2 separate regions of the Gossypium hirsutum genome follow, and region 1 is linked to region 2. Evidence: chromatin contacts called from public Hi-C data. All regions are on one chromosome and are shown on one strand. Each heading gives the region's core, a stretch centred on a gene start, on an enhancer-like site or on the middle of the called end of the contact. The rest is flanking DNA. Distances are from core to core; before and after follow the strand shown.

Evidence for each region. A called contact is a pair of places that touch in the nucleus more often than the background predicts.
Region 1: a Hi-C map of leaf shows a contact between it and region 2, with 5 times the contacts expected there. The contact joins the promoter of LOC107962707 here to the promoter of LOC107962711 in region 2. A contact is called at or near these places in 14 of 34 Hi-C or Micro-C datasets (callus, fibers, hypocotyl and 2 more).

The regions. Positions count from the first base shown.
Region 1 is chrA06:16,941,302-16,948,099 of Gossypium_hirsutum_v2.1, forward strand. It overlaps LOC107962707 (acid phosphatase 1), which reads left to right and starts at 2,428. Exons shown (of 3, transcript XM_016899187.2): 1 at 2,428-3,066; 2 at 4,412-4,621; 3 at 4,753-4,997. The coding sequence starts at 2,669. The coding sequence ends at 4,930. It also overlaps the pseudogene LOC107962706.
Region 2 is chrA06:16,811,276-16,818,461 of Gossypium_hirsutum_v2.1, forward strand. LOC107962711 (probable glutamate carboxypeptidase LAMP1) reads left to right here and starts at 3,274. Exons shown (of 12, transcript XM_016899191.2): 1 at 3,274-5,047; 2 at 5,137-5,204; 3 at 5,410-5,491; 4 at 5,600-5,692; 5 at 5,778-5,930; 6 at 6,109-6,177; 7 at 6,295-6,382. The coding sequence starts at 4,100.

The sequences.
Region 1 (6,798 bases), core at 1,178-3,677, 130 kb after region 2:
CGCTTCCCGCAAGTAATTCTCGATCAACTGCAATGATGGACCAAACATATTACGGATGTAGCATTGCAACACCTAATCTACAAACTATTATAAAAATTTATAAAAAAATTAATTAAAATTGCATAAATTAATTAATGCAAACATCATAAATGAAAAACAAATCAAGCAGTATTGAAATTTTAATTATAATTGCATAAATGAATAAAATATCAAATAGTATTGCAAATTTAATTAAATTTACATAAATTAAAAAATATCGAATAGTATTGAAATTTTAAAATTATCACTTACCATTGTCATTTGATCAATGGAGATGTGCTTATTATCGAGATGGATTAATTCTCCGGCTATTGCTAATAAGATTGGATTTTTTTAATTTAAAAAAAAATTAAATTCAAAAAAATTTAAACAAAGAATTTTGATAGAATTTTGAGAAAATTTTAATGAAATTTGATAGATTTTTGAAGGGAATATTGAAAGAATGTTGAGAATTATGAGAGAATTGTGTGAAAAATAAATGAAGGGAAAGGAATTTTGAGAGAATTATAGAAATTGTGAGAGATTTGTGTGAAAAAATGATTTGGGGGGCCTTTTTATATATTTTTTTGGACCGTTGGAAGCCAACGGTTAAATTTTTGACCGTTACAGTGGCAAAACGCTTCTCCGGGGGAGCGTTTTGCTGATGTGGACACTAAAGCGCGCTGACGTCAAAGCGTTTTCAGGGAAAATAGCCTAATCCGGTAAATAACCTAATAAACGGCCTAGTTCTATTATTAATGTTTAAAAACAGGCTTTTTAGGTAAAATGACAGAAAATAAGCAAGAAAAAAATATTTATTATGTGAGCAATTGAGAAAGTAGAAATATATGGGAGATGTTTGGGTAAAAGCCAAGGTTGTGATTACCCAATCAATAATTCTTCCAACTCTTAAAATATTAAGTTAATTTAGATATTTAATTTGGTTATTATAATTTATGAAACGAATATGCATGTTTCTATTATTATATATTTGGAATTTTTAATTTATTTTTTATAATTAAATTCAGAACGACAAAATTGGTAAAAAACCTTACAATAGCCGCACCCCTGCCTCTATTAATTGTACGGTTGATTTCCTTTCTAAATCGAGATTTTAATAGCGTTTCTCTTTTTAGACGCCTATCCATGAGGTCCTCAACAATATTTGTGTTAAACTAATGACCACCCACAACAATGCATTTTGTTATATTTGGATAAAATATTAATTTTATATTTCAAGTTGATATCATCCATGGATAAGTTTAATATTAACATGATTGTTTGAATGATGTATTAATTCAAAAAAAAAAGTCAATTGAATTTATATTTTTTAAATTTCTTATGAATTTTTTACTAATTTATTTGATAGATGAACTGCAAACCTAACTCTGAAAAACTTTCAATATCAATCAATAGTGTCTAGGTTGCTTTTGCATTTACGGAAGCTATTGTTTCAATCTTAATAGCCTAGGATCGTTTCAAATTATTATTTGTTATGCTTCATATAGAAATCACGAAAGGGAAAGTTGGCCAATGATACCACTCGTCACACCACATCATAATTTATTAAACTCAGCACAAAATATGCCTAATTTGATCAATTTTAAATTTTAATCTTTATATTTAAAAAAGTTGAAAATTAAATCTTTTTTATCTTTTTCATTTTAAAATATCAACCCAATCACTAAAATAATAAGTATTTCAATCAAAATTTTGTCAACTTGAATTTTTTTACTAAACTATAATTACATGACATAACATATGATTGATAGGAAAATAAACATGATAAATTGATAATTTTTGACAGAAACTATCAATAGCAATAATGTTTGAATTAAAATTTTTAAATTGAAAAAGTATAGATTGAATTTTTAACTTTTAAAGTATTGGGACTAAATTCTAAATTTTATACAAGTATAGGGACTAATAGCATATTTTAACCTTACCATAAATACAAATTCTAAACAATGATTGGAAAATGAAGGGTTAATATGTAGTTTGCTCCCTAAACTTGTCCATAAGTACCTAGTTGATACTTGAGCTTATATTTTATCACTCAAGTTGGTACTTTCGCATTAATACCGTTAGTTTATACTGATGTGACACTAATGGTCAATCTAACAATGACATATAACAATTTCTCAATACGCCATGTGACGAGTATCAATTAAAAAAATTAAAAATAGATTAATTAATAAAAAAGAGTATAATTTTTTTGTCTAAGTTCATTCTTATTGTAAAAAAATATTTTTTATTAATTTATATATATTTTAAAGTTATTTTAAAATTTTAAATTTATTTATCACGGGCATACTAAAAAATTATCACATGTCACCAACAAATTAATTATCAGTGTCACGTGAGTATAAATTAACGGTATTAGTACATAAATACAAACTTAGGTGAAGGAAATACAAATTCAAAAAACAGTGAATTCTAAAAAAATTCAAATTACTAATTATGTAAATTTGGAGAAACTCATGTGGAAACTATTAACCCAAAAATGAATGGTTAAAATGTGAAGAGAACCAACAGTTTTCACAATAAATTATAGAAACTTTTTCTCACAATCAATGAGCCACTGCTTGGGAGAGGTAACGAAAAAGAAAAAAAAACACTCTCCCTCCTCAAATACTGAATTCAACTTCCAATGGCGTCTCAGCCCCTAACCTTCCTATTCTTACTCCTCGTCACCACCTCCGTTCTCGAATCTTCGGCTTCTTTTGAACCCAATATCCGCCTCCCGACAACGGCAACGAGCGTTCCTCGATCCAACATTGACGACGACCTTTACTGTGCCAGCTGGCAGTTAGCCGTCGAGACCAATAACGCAGGAAGTTGGGCCGCAATCCCCTCCCGCTGCGTTCCTTTCGTCAGAGCTTATATGACCGGTCAACGCTACGCTTCCGACTGCGAGGTCGTCGCTAATTACTCCCTCGCTTACGCTTCCACCGTCCAGATCGCATCCGACGGCAAAGACGCCTGGGTCTTCGACGTCGACGAGACTTTGTTGACCAATTTACCCTACTATCGGGATCACGGGTTCGGGTATGTACGTCAACCCTGCCCTCTTTTTTTTTAACACCATGAATCGGATAAGATTCGAATGAATGCGCTTTCTTTGCTTTTGGTAGGATTAATGGTATAGAAATCACGGGTTCGGGTATGTACGTCAACCCTGTCCTCGTTTTTTTTTAACACCATGAATCGGATAAGATTTGAATGAATGCGCTTTCTTTGCTTTGGTAGGATTAATGGTATAGAAATCACGGGTTCGGCTATGTACGTCAACCCTGTCCTCGTTTTTTTTCTTAACACCATGAATCGGATAAGATTCGAATGAATGCGTTTTCTTTGCTTTTGGTAGGATTTATGGTATAGAAAAAAAACACACGCCCAGATTTGTCTTGGCTTGGAAGGTTAGATGGCCTTTCTTGGTCAACCATAAATGAGGAAACCAGTCGCAAATTTTTAACATTAAATAATGCTAGAGTCCCTATCGGATGCATGATATGCTCTCTTCTTCTTGGCAAGATAACTTTTGATATGATTATGAATCAGGCGATCATTAAGTTATGATTATTAAGGTAACCTCAACCATTGTCCTATTAAAATTGGATATTTGAGTAAGGAAATTGAAAATTATTGTATACTCTATTCTTTTTTCTTGAATATAATGACTAAATTTAGAGGTTAAAAAAAGTGATTTTGCTACTTAATATCCTTTGATATTATTTAAAATTAGTTAAGACTTTTTTTTTTTGAAAGAAAAATTAGTTAAGACTTAAAGATTATATAATATGTTATTTATACTTATGCATTTGTATTGAATACCCTTCTTGGCAATTTCGTTCTCTCATGATTTTCAATGCATTGGTTTGAAATAAGAACTTTATATGGGGTTTTACTTATGCTAGAATTTTCTTATTGTAACGTCAGTATTGTAAACTAAACAATTATTGATTTGTTCATGATAAAACAAAACAAAACAAAAACCTTGGTTTGAAAGATTTTGGGTAACATTTGCCGAAAATGAAAATTTGACATCTAAGTTAAGCTTTTTGCCTATTGGCAATTTGTCATGTTATAGATGATTAAACTGTGTTGGGTGCTTTTGAAAATGATTTCATCCGACTTGGTTGTGTTTTGGCATTGGAGAAAGAATCTGAATATACTATGATCCTAGTTACTAGTTTTGAATGTGCTTATGGCTTGTGCAAAGTTCAGTGTAGGGAATCAAAGGATTCCCCTGAACATTTGACACTTCATTGTGCAAAAACACGAGCACGGTGAATCATGTTTAAAGAAATTGCTTAATCTGTTTACTTTGTCCTAAATTTTTATGCTTGTGTTCATTTGTTGAAGTTGCTTAGCTATCTTGTGATGAATGTAGATCAGAAATTTTTAACGAGAGCTGTTGGGATGAATGGGTGGCAGAAGCCAAGGCCCCAGCTATACCATCGAGTTTGAAATTGTATAATGGCTTGAAGCAGATGGGGTTCAAAATATTTGTGCTTACCGGCCGGAGTGAACATCAGAGGAATGACACCAGAAAAAATCTTGAGTTAGCTGGGTATACTGGCTGGGAAGGGCTTATCTTGAGGTCTGTCTAGTTTTCAAGCAAGCAGTTCCCGTTTTGGTTCTTTTTCAATGGAAAACTACGTAGGACTAGTTTTTAATTAAACAAAATTACTTGGTAAGAAATGGGTGATGAAATTTTTGGTTATGGTACAGGGGAGCCTCAGATGGAGGGACGCCAGCGACCATATTCAAATCTGAGAGGAGATCAGTTCTGGTAAATGAAGGTTACAGGATTCATGGGAATTCTGGAGATCAATGGAGTGACTTGCTGGGTTTTGCAGTGGCTAAACGTTCCTTTAAGCTGCCAAATCCAATGTATTACATTGCCTAAACAAGCAATCCTTTTGTTGTAATTCTTCACTTCTAGCATGCAAATTTCATGACTAGTTTATCTTAAACAAGTGTTTTTTTTTTCTTTTATTTTCTGAGAATCTTGGATGGCTTACAAGTCTAAGCGGGCCTTGCAGATCTATGGATTTTGCCTGTCCTGAAAATCTTTTCAAATCATCTTTGTCAAAACAAGAAAAAGGAAAAAATTTGAAGCATGATGCCGCTACACCAGAAAATAATAATCTTAAACCAGAATAAACGTTGAATTGCTGAGTGAAAAATGGAATTAGTGTTTGAATGCGCGCAAAACATTGCTTTGGATTTATGGCCAACCTGTTATACTAAAAAACTAGTAACGTAAGGAGATGAGATCATGGAGATGTTGAGGTTACATTAACCTCCAAGTTCCCAAGCAATGCCCCACAAACCAGAGGCTGTGCAGAAGGAATTCTCAGACAACTCAACCCCCCACCAGGGATCACCAAGCACTCTGGTTGTGGTCTCTGCATGTCTCTCCCGGGTAAGCAATTCAACGAGAAATCAAACCCTCCCTTCCTAAACGACAACTTTGAACATTCCTGGCTAAACCCAGAGAAGAAATTGTATGCTACATTCAAATTCATAAGGCTCCCTAAAGAACAAACCAAATCGGGGAGTACCCCGGATAGTTTATTGTGTGCCAAATTCAGAACCTCAATGTCACTCAGGCAAGATACCGTGTCTGGCAAATGACCCATCGGTGAGTTGTGGCTCACATCGAAAACTTGCATCTCTGAGAACAGTCCAATACCTTGTGGAATGCAGCCTGTTAACTGGTTGTTAAGCAGTAAAATCTCCTTCAACTTGGAACTGGCTATGCCAAAACTAGCTGGGATGTTCCCACTGAATCTGTTGTTAGCCAAGTTGATCATAGAAGCTGGGGAATTACCCAGATTTTGAGGAAGTTCACCTTCAAACTGGTTGTTGTTGAGGAAGATAGCATCAAGTCTTTTGTTGAATAGGTCTTCAGGGACTGGTCCTGAGAAGCTGTTGAACCTAAGGTCTAAGTAAACGAGATTGGGAATGTATAAAGTAACTGCAGGGAAAGGACCTGAGAAACGATTGTTACTAATGTCCAACTCTTGAAGTGACGAAAGGTCTTTGAAAGTATCGGGAACGGTGCCTGAGAACCTGTTGCTGTTAAGGTGGAGGATTGAAATATCAGTGAGGACTGAGAGTTCCTTAACCAGAGTGCCTTGCAGATTGGCATGGTTGAGATCTATGCCTGCAACAAATGGTCCAGGGCCTGCACAAAATACCCCTTTATAAGTACACACATCTGAGCCAACCCAAGTCTTCAAAATCCCCAATGGGTCATCTGTGATTGCAGATTTCCATGCTTGAGAGCAGTGTAAGCAGTGGTGAGCTTTGACACTGAAGGGCTTGATGGAGTTGGGCCGTTGTTGATTCCTCCACCAATCCAAACACCTGCACCGCCACCACCAGCATTGCCGATATTAATGCCAACACCACCACCTCCCACAGTGATAGCTGCTTGTGTCGGAATTATCTGCCAAAGGATAAAAGCAAGGAGCCATAACATCCCCATTTTTCCCCCTATGTTGAAGACAGTAAGATGCTTATTGTGATGGGGTTAGTTTGCTTGTAATGTCGTGCAAATGAGGCTGTGTTGCATTGAAGAGAGTACATGGTGGGGTTTATTTCTCTTGAATGCTTTCTTTATTTATTTTTATGTGTGGTTGGTTGGTTATAGGGTTGGACCTATTGTATTGTACGAGTAACTTTTTCCCTGTGCAGAAGTTGACTTGAGAGACTAATGTTGCAGAAAAGGGTGGCTGTTGCTGCGCTGAGCTCATGAATATGATGAGT
Region 2 (7,186 bases), core at 2,024-4,523:
AGGCCGAAGCCTCTGGGCTCGAAGGCCGAAAGAAAAGAAACCCCCATGGCCTCCCTTCGGTCCCGATTTCACCGACCAAGGCGGTTCCGGCGACGGACCTTGCATGCGACCCTAGGTGAGTTTCTTCTCTTCCCTTTTATTTTTTATTTTCGTAAATAAAAACGGAAAAATAATATAAAAAAAAATTAGATCTAAAACGCACACCAAAAAAAACGAAATAATCACCTTCTTTGATTCAAGATCTATATTTTATTGCTATCCTCTTTTTTTCTTTTTACAAGAAATTGCTTGTGGCTTTTATAGATTACAAACTCTTCATATCTGTTTCATTCTTTTCCTATTCGGCCTTTTTCTGTTGCGTGTGCTTCGTTTTGCAGGTGTCCGTGGCCGACAGTGGTGGCAGAAACGCGTGAGTGGAGGTATGGGCCGGAGGCGTGGCAGACGAGAAGGTGGGGCGGCACACACGCGGCGCTTGGAGGCTAGGGTTTCCTCTGATCTGAAATTTTTGTTTAAGTTTGGTGGGTTAGGGTTTTCCTAATTTTGGGCCTGGGTATTTTATTTATTTTGTTTTATTTTTTGGCACTAGGCCCGGGCAAAATGGGCTCATACACCCACCATAAATCGGCAACGATCAACGATCTACCGGAGACGACTCTCGAGCATCCAGCGACAGTTCCTCATGGTCACGGTTGTAGTGGTAGAAACACCGTTGAGCAAGATGCCCAAACCATCCGTAAATTTGGTACTGAACTCTAGATCGGAACCCACGCCCACAGCCTCCAGATGGGGGACGAGCACCACGAATAGAGCCCCTATGATCGGTGATGGAACAGTCTCCAAGAGATTAACATGAAGAGGTATCTCTGGAGCCACACGCGCCTAATGATTCTCGTACTAAAGAAGCACTTCAACAAGTCATTGAAATTGAAAAGGTTCCGACGAGAACGAGGCGAGCGTAATGACAGAATCAAAATTAGAGGGTAAGCCTACAAGCAGAGTCTCGACCTTCTCTTCTTCGGAGATGCGCAAACCAGAGGCAGCTATCAAAGCACTCATATTCTGAATCTTGGCCACAAATTCTTTGATTGAAAGGCTGCCTTTCTTGAGGGAAAGCAAATCGTGTCGAATATGAGCAAGCTTCGCATCGGTGAGAGGAGAAAAAAGACGAGTTGTAGTAGTCCACATATCACAAGCAGATCGAGCTTCCATAAAAGAAGACAAAATGGAAGGATTAATTGTGGAAAGGAGCCATGAAGCTAATAATCGATCTTGTTGCACAAAAGCTAAAGCATCTGGATTCGAAATGAGTGAGCCTCTAGAGACTGCACAAACCGCGATAGACTAGCCAAAGTGCCATCGAGAAAACCGATCAGTTTATAACCCTCGACAATCATCCTAACGTGTTGCTGACACTGAACAAACGTGCCTTCATCGAGCTTGATCATCTCATACCATAGAAAAGACTGGACTAGCCGAGTACCAGTAAATGCTAAATAGCCAGGATCAACGGCGGACGAATCAATAAAAGCAGTGGTGGTCATTGAGGTAGGTCCCAAAACACTTCTAGGCGACTGATACCATGTAAGCTACTATGGTAAACATAAACAGAATAAAATAATGTATTCTGTATTTAGACTTCTTAACTTGTGAAATACATTGAGGAGACTTGAATTTATAGAATAATGTAGTAACTGCTCAACCTAGCTGATTAAGTAACAAACTAATAGCTCATAAAACTAACTCTTAAAACTGACTAACAACCAGGCTTAGCTAAGGTATACTTGTATTCTTAACACTTCATGACTAAATAATGTTGCAATCAATAGATAAATGATCAAAACTTAATTACAGATTATTTGAGTCCTAATTATATATGTTCAATCTGTCCTTCAGCTAGTTCAGTATAACCTGATGGTTTGCATTTAAATCAATGAGATGAAAATAAATGAGAAAAACAAATTAGAGAAATGGATTGTATGTATCAATATTAGTAGTGAATGTGTTTCCCAGCTATGAGCCAAAAGATGACTTAGAAAAACAAATTGAATGCAATTAAATAATTAAATTTTAAAGTGAAAATTAAATTAATTAGTTATAGCAATTTTATTGAAGAAGTTAATTAAATTTATTTAGCCATAAATTCTAGTATGGTAAAGGTGTCATGACTTAACTATGAGGTTTGTATGGTGTCATCAGTGGATACCTTTGTTACGACCCCTAAAAAAATTGTCATAACTTCAATAGAGTTAGAATTGGGTTGAGAAAATAATTGAATTAGGAAATAAATTAAATTTATTTATTTACACAAATAATATGTTGGGAATAGAAATTTGTTTATTGAGTTGATTAAATTATTGAGTTGGTTTAAAAACTAAATAATACATATAATTATACCTAATACACATGACAAGCCCAAAATCCCATATTGTAACATGATGAGTGGCAACCCTAGATCCCATAGATGGAACAAGGGTGTCGCCACTTATAGCCTTTCTCAGTAGGGGTAGGTGTATTTTTCTATTAAAATAAATTTTTTTATTCAACTAGTATTTTTGTGATTTCCTCTTTAAATAGAGACCATGGCAATGTCAAAAGACAAACCACATTAAGCTTTGACACTTTATCAAAATTTAGTGAGATTTATTCCTCTAAATAAATTCTAAATCTTCAGAGAGTGCCTTTTAGTTTCTAGTGCTTGAGAGAGATTGATGTTTCCACTTAGCATCAATAAAGTTTTCATTGTGTTCATCGGTTCGTGATTAAAGCCTACATTATAAGCAAGCATAGGTGCGAGAATAGTGGAAAAGATCACTTTGGTCGAAAGCTGGGAACTTTCTTTACCACTTGTTCCAAAACATAAGTATAAATTTAATAAAGAGTTTATTGCTATAAATAATATAATAGTTCGGTTTTAGAAAAATTAATTATTTTTTTGTCATGCAACAAAATTATTTTCTAAACTGAATTTTTTCAACATAAAATATCATTGAATAATATAATTTATTTTAATTATGAAAAAATAACTTTTTAATTTTTCAAATCAAGATGATGGCTGGTTAACTCGTGATATTTACTTAATTAAATATTTAAATAATAGAATGGATATTTAAGTTTTAAAGTTAGAGAAGATATATGAGCAATGAGCATTCAGATGCAGGCCCAAAATGAACATAATATATATACAGGCCCAGCAAACATACAAGTCAAAGAGCATCGGAAGTGGATAGAGATGAATTTCTGGAATTCAATTTGAGGGTGGAGGACACGTGGCAGAAGGACCACCTCCCATGTTTCTGGAATTGAAGCCAAAAAAAATATTAGTAGTTATCCCCTTTACTCAAAAAAGAAAACAAAATAAAATAAGGAGGGAGGATATAGAGAGAAATTGAGTGAAAGAATGAAGCTTTTTAGAGTGTAAAACTAGAAAAGGGCAGCCAAAGGGGTGGCTCTCAAGGAAAAAACGTACTTTTAGGACATCTTCATCTAAGCCCGTGATCATATCTGTACAAATTTCCAAGAGTTCCAATGTTCTAGACCCACAATACCCTTTCTACTTTCAGACAGCCCTTAATTTAATCAATAAAATTGCCATGAACTAAATGTCAAGTTGCTCCACAGTCTCCTGCCTTTGGTAGTTGACGTTATTACATCAGTGGATACAAGTTTAGCTACTTTTAGGGAAAGATAAGAAGAAACAATCCAACTCAAACGAGTTGAGTTTCTACCTCAATGTTTGTATTTTGTAATGGATGGGGTTTGGAATCATCAAAAGGTTAGGCTTACATTCCCAATCACATCATAAGACTAAACATTTGTCACAATGATAACAACAAAACAAAAATTAAGAATCCAAAGATTAAACCAAGAAAAACAAAGGGATATCGATATGAAATATCCAACACTGCTACTAAAACATTGCCATATTGCCATTTTATCATCCTTCGTTAGCAGCAAATCATAAATATATATATTATATTTTTATTCATTCAATCAGTATCTAATAGTTTAAATCTATTTTCTTCCTCAGCCCATCATTGCAAAACCAAATAGAACCTCAACAGTCAAAACGAATTAGGCATTGAAGACCGATTAAGCTTCCATGTTGAAAACCACCGGAGCCACGTTCCTAGCCATAGCCACCTCTTTCTTTATTCTCCACTTTTCTCCCCCTCCAAAATCATATTATCACTCGCTGTTTATATCCAGTTCCCTGTCCGATAATGCCTCCATATCTCACCACCTCCGCACCCTCACCCGCCGCCCACATGTTGCAGGCTCCCAAGCCAACGCTGAGGCTGCATCCTATGTTCTATCAACACTCTCCGCTTGCAACATCATGGCACACATCGTCTCCTATGATGTTTTACTAACCTACCCAGATTCACGTTCGCTGACTCTGACACCTTCTCCTTCAGAACCGCCTATAACTTTTGATCTCAAGCAGGAAATATACGAGGGTGATCCCTATGCAGATGTGGCTGATGAAGTGCTGCCTACTAACCACGCATATGCCAAGTCTGGTTCGGTTGTCGGGCCAGTGGTTTATGTGAACTATAGGCGGGTGGAGGACTACGGTACATTGAAAGAAATGGGAGTGAACGTTACTGGTACTGTGGCTTTGGCGAGATACGGAGAGATTTTTAGGGGAGACATTGTGATGAATGCGTTTGAAGCTGGTGCTATAGGGGCATTGGTGTATACTGATAGGAAAGATTATGGAGGTGAGGGAGGTGATGCAAAGTGGTTTCCCGATGACAAATGGATGCCGCCGAGTGGGGTTCAGGTGGGAACAGTCTATAATGGGTCTGGTGACCCCACTACGCCTGGATGGGCTAGCAGTGAAGGGTGTGAGAGGGTGTCAGTTGAGGAGGTGGAGAGCAGTGGAGATGTTCCTTTAATACCCTCGATGCCGATATCTGGTGCGGATGGTGAAACAATCTTGAGGTCAATCGGTGGACAAATTGCAAAAGATAATTGGCAGGGAAGCAAAGATGCCCCAACTTACAGAGTTGGACCAGGACCAGGAGTTGTGAATCTCGAGTACAATGTAAGCATTTATGAATAGGTCAACCTGTCAAAATGAACCACAACTTAAATGGTCAATAATGGGTTGGTTTGCTTGAATGAGATTTTCAGGGGAAACAAGTCATAGCAACAATTCAAAACGTCATGGGTGTTATTGAAGGAGTGGAGGAGCCTGATCGGTAAGTTCAGAAACATATATGGACATTGCTGCATATGAATTACTCACATTTGTGTTGGATATTCACTATTATTATTAGGACTTAAACGTGACCTAATTCACCAATGGATATAGCAATCAACTAAGCAAACACTATGACTAGCCAATGATAAGAAGACTTTGGAATAATTAAGAGCACTTGTTTTTTAATGATATCCTATTGCTAGGTTCGTCATTCTGGGCAATCATCGTGATGCATGGACATTTGGAGCTGTTGATCCCAACAGTGGTACCGCAGCACTGCTAGAGGTGATTATAATCCCATTACATCCCACACTTTATACTTGTCAAAGCTAAAAGCAGAGATTTCACCCTTGGGACAAATTGTGCATTTCAGCTGAATTCCCCATCATGCAGGTTGCACAAAGACTCCAGAAACTACAAAGAAGCGGTTGGAAACCACGACGAACAATTATTTTGTGCAATTGGGATGCTGAGGAGTATGGCTTGGTCTGTCTTGACTGGTTATCTCTCGTATGCATCTATCTTTATTGCCTCTTTCTGAACTGAAATATAAACAGGCTAGTACTTCCAGACAGGATCGACAGAATGGGTAGAAGAAAACAGAGAATTGTTGGCTTCAAGGGCAGTTGCATACTTAAATGTTGACTGCGCGGTATCTGGAGCAGGATTTCATGCTTCTGGAACTCCACAACTTGATGATCTGCTCAAACTAGCTACACAACAGGTATCTGAAAACTGCTAAACCAAACCAACACAAGGACAATAGCAATAGTAGCCGAGTCTAAATGGAAGAAACGAAATAAAATAAAAGAAGTTCTGAGTATAGTCAGTGTGTCATTGGAGTTCAATTCTTGTCAATCTTCTCTCACTTGACTAATCATTTTTCTATTTGATTTTTGAAGGTTCAAGATCCAGATAACTCATCACAAACAATCTACGAACAATGGATTCAGTCCACTGAGTCTTCTCTGGTGAGTATAATGAAAGTGAAACTAAATGATTCCGAAGAACTTGTCTGGTTGGTGCATGTAGATTACATATCTACATCAAAGTTAATGAATTTATTATCCTGCACATAACCTGTGAAGATTGGACGATTAGGAGGAGCAGGTTCTGATTATGCAGCTTTTCTGCAACATATTGGTGTTCCAGCAGCTGACATGCGTTTCGGAGCAGGTAATCAGCACATTGTATTTTGTAAACTTTACTTCTACTTAACAATGGTACCAAAAAGGGAGAGGATAACATACATGCCAGGCTATTCAAATAGGCAGTTAGACACCAACAGAATAGTTTGAGCAATATACAGATGAAAAATATATAGCAGAAAGTTTCCAATGTCAAATAATGCGTATAATGTAGCCTAACGTAAGCAGATATGAAGATCTAGCAACTACACGACCAATAAAATATCAAACCTTGTCAAACCATGTAGTACTCTGAAAGAAAGAATTCATTCTATTTTCATCAGGTCACAAGGGTAATGACTGTCAGGATCATACCAAGAAGAAAGGATGAGTAACAATTTTGACTTACTTCATTAATGAAGAGAGTTAAGTATTTTATACAGATGAGAAGTAACTGTTAACTAACTGATTAACTACTAACAGATGAGTAACTGATTAACTAATTGTTACTCCTAACATTCCCTGTGCTAATCAACTTCCTCCCTGTAACTTCACTGTTATGAAGAACAATTTGGAGCTGACTCCTGAATTTATGAAATTACCCTGCTGATAAGGGTTTCGTCAAGACATCTGCAATTTGTTCTTTACTTGGAACATGCCCTACTTGAAACAATCTATTGGCAACTGTCTCGCGAACAAAAAATAAATCTAACTCAACGTGCTTAAATTTCGAATGCATGACAGGATTTCCGGCCACTGCCACAGCAGCTGAGCTATCACACCACACCAATGCTTTACCCTTAATAGAAGCTCCCAATTCAGACAACAATGACTGAATCCAGACCATTTCGGC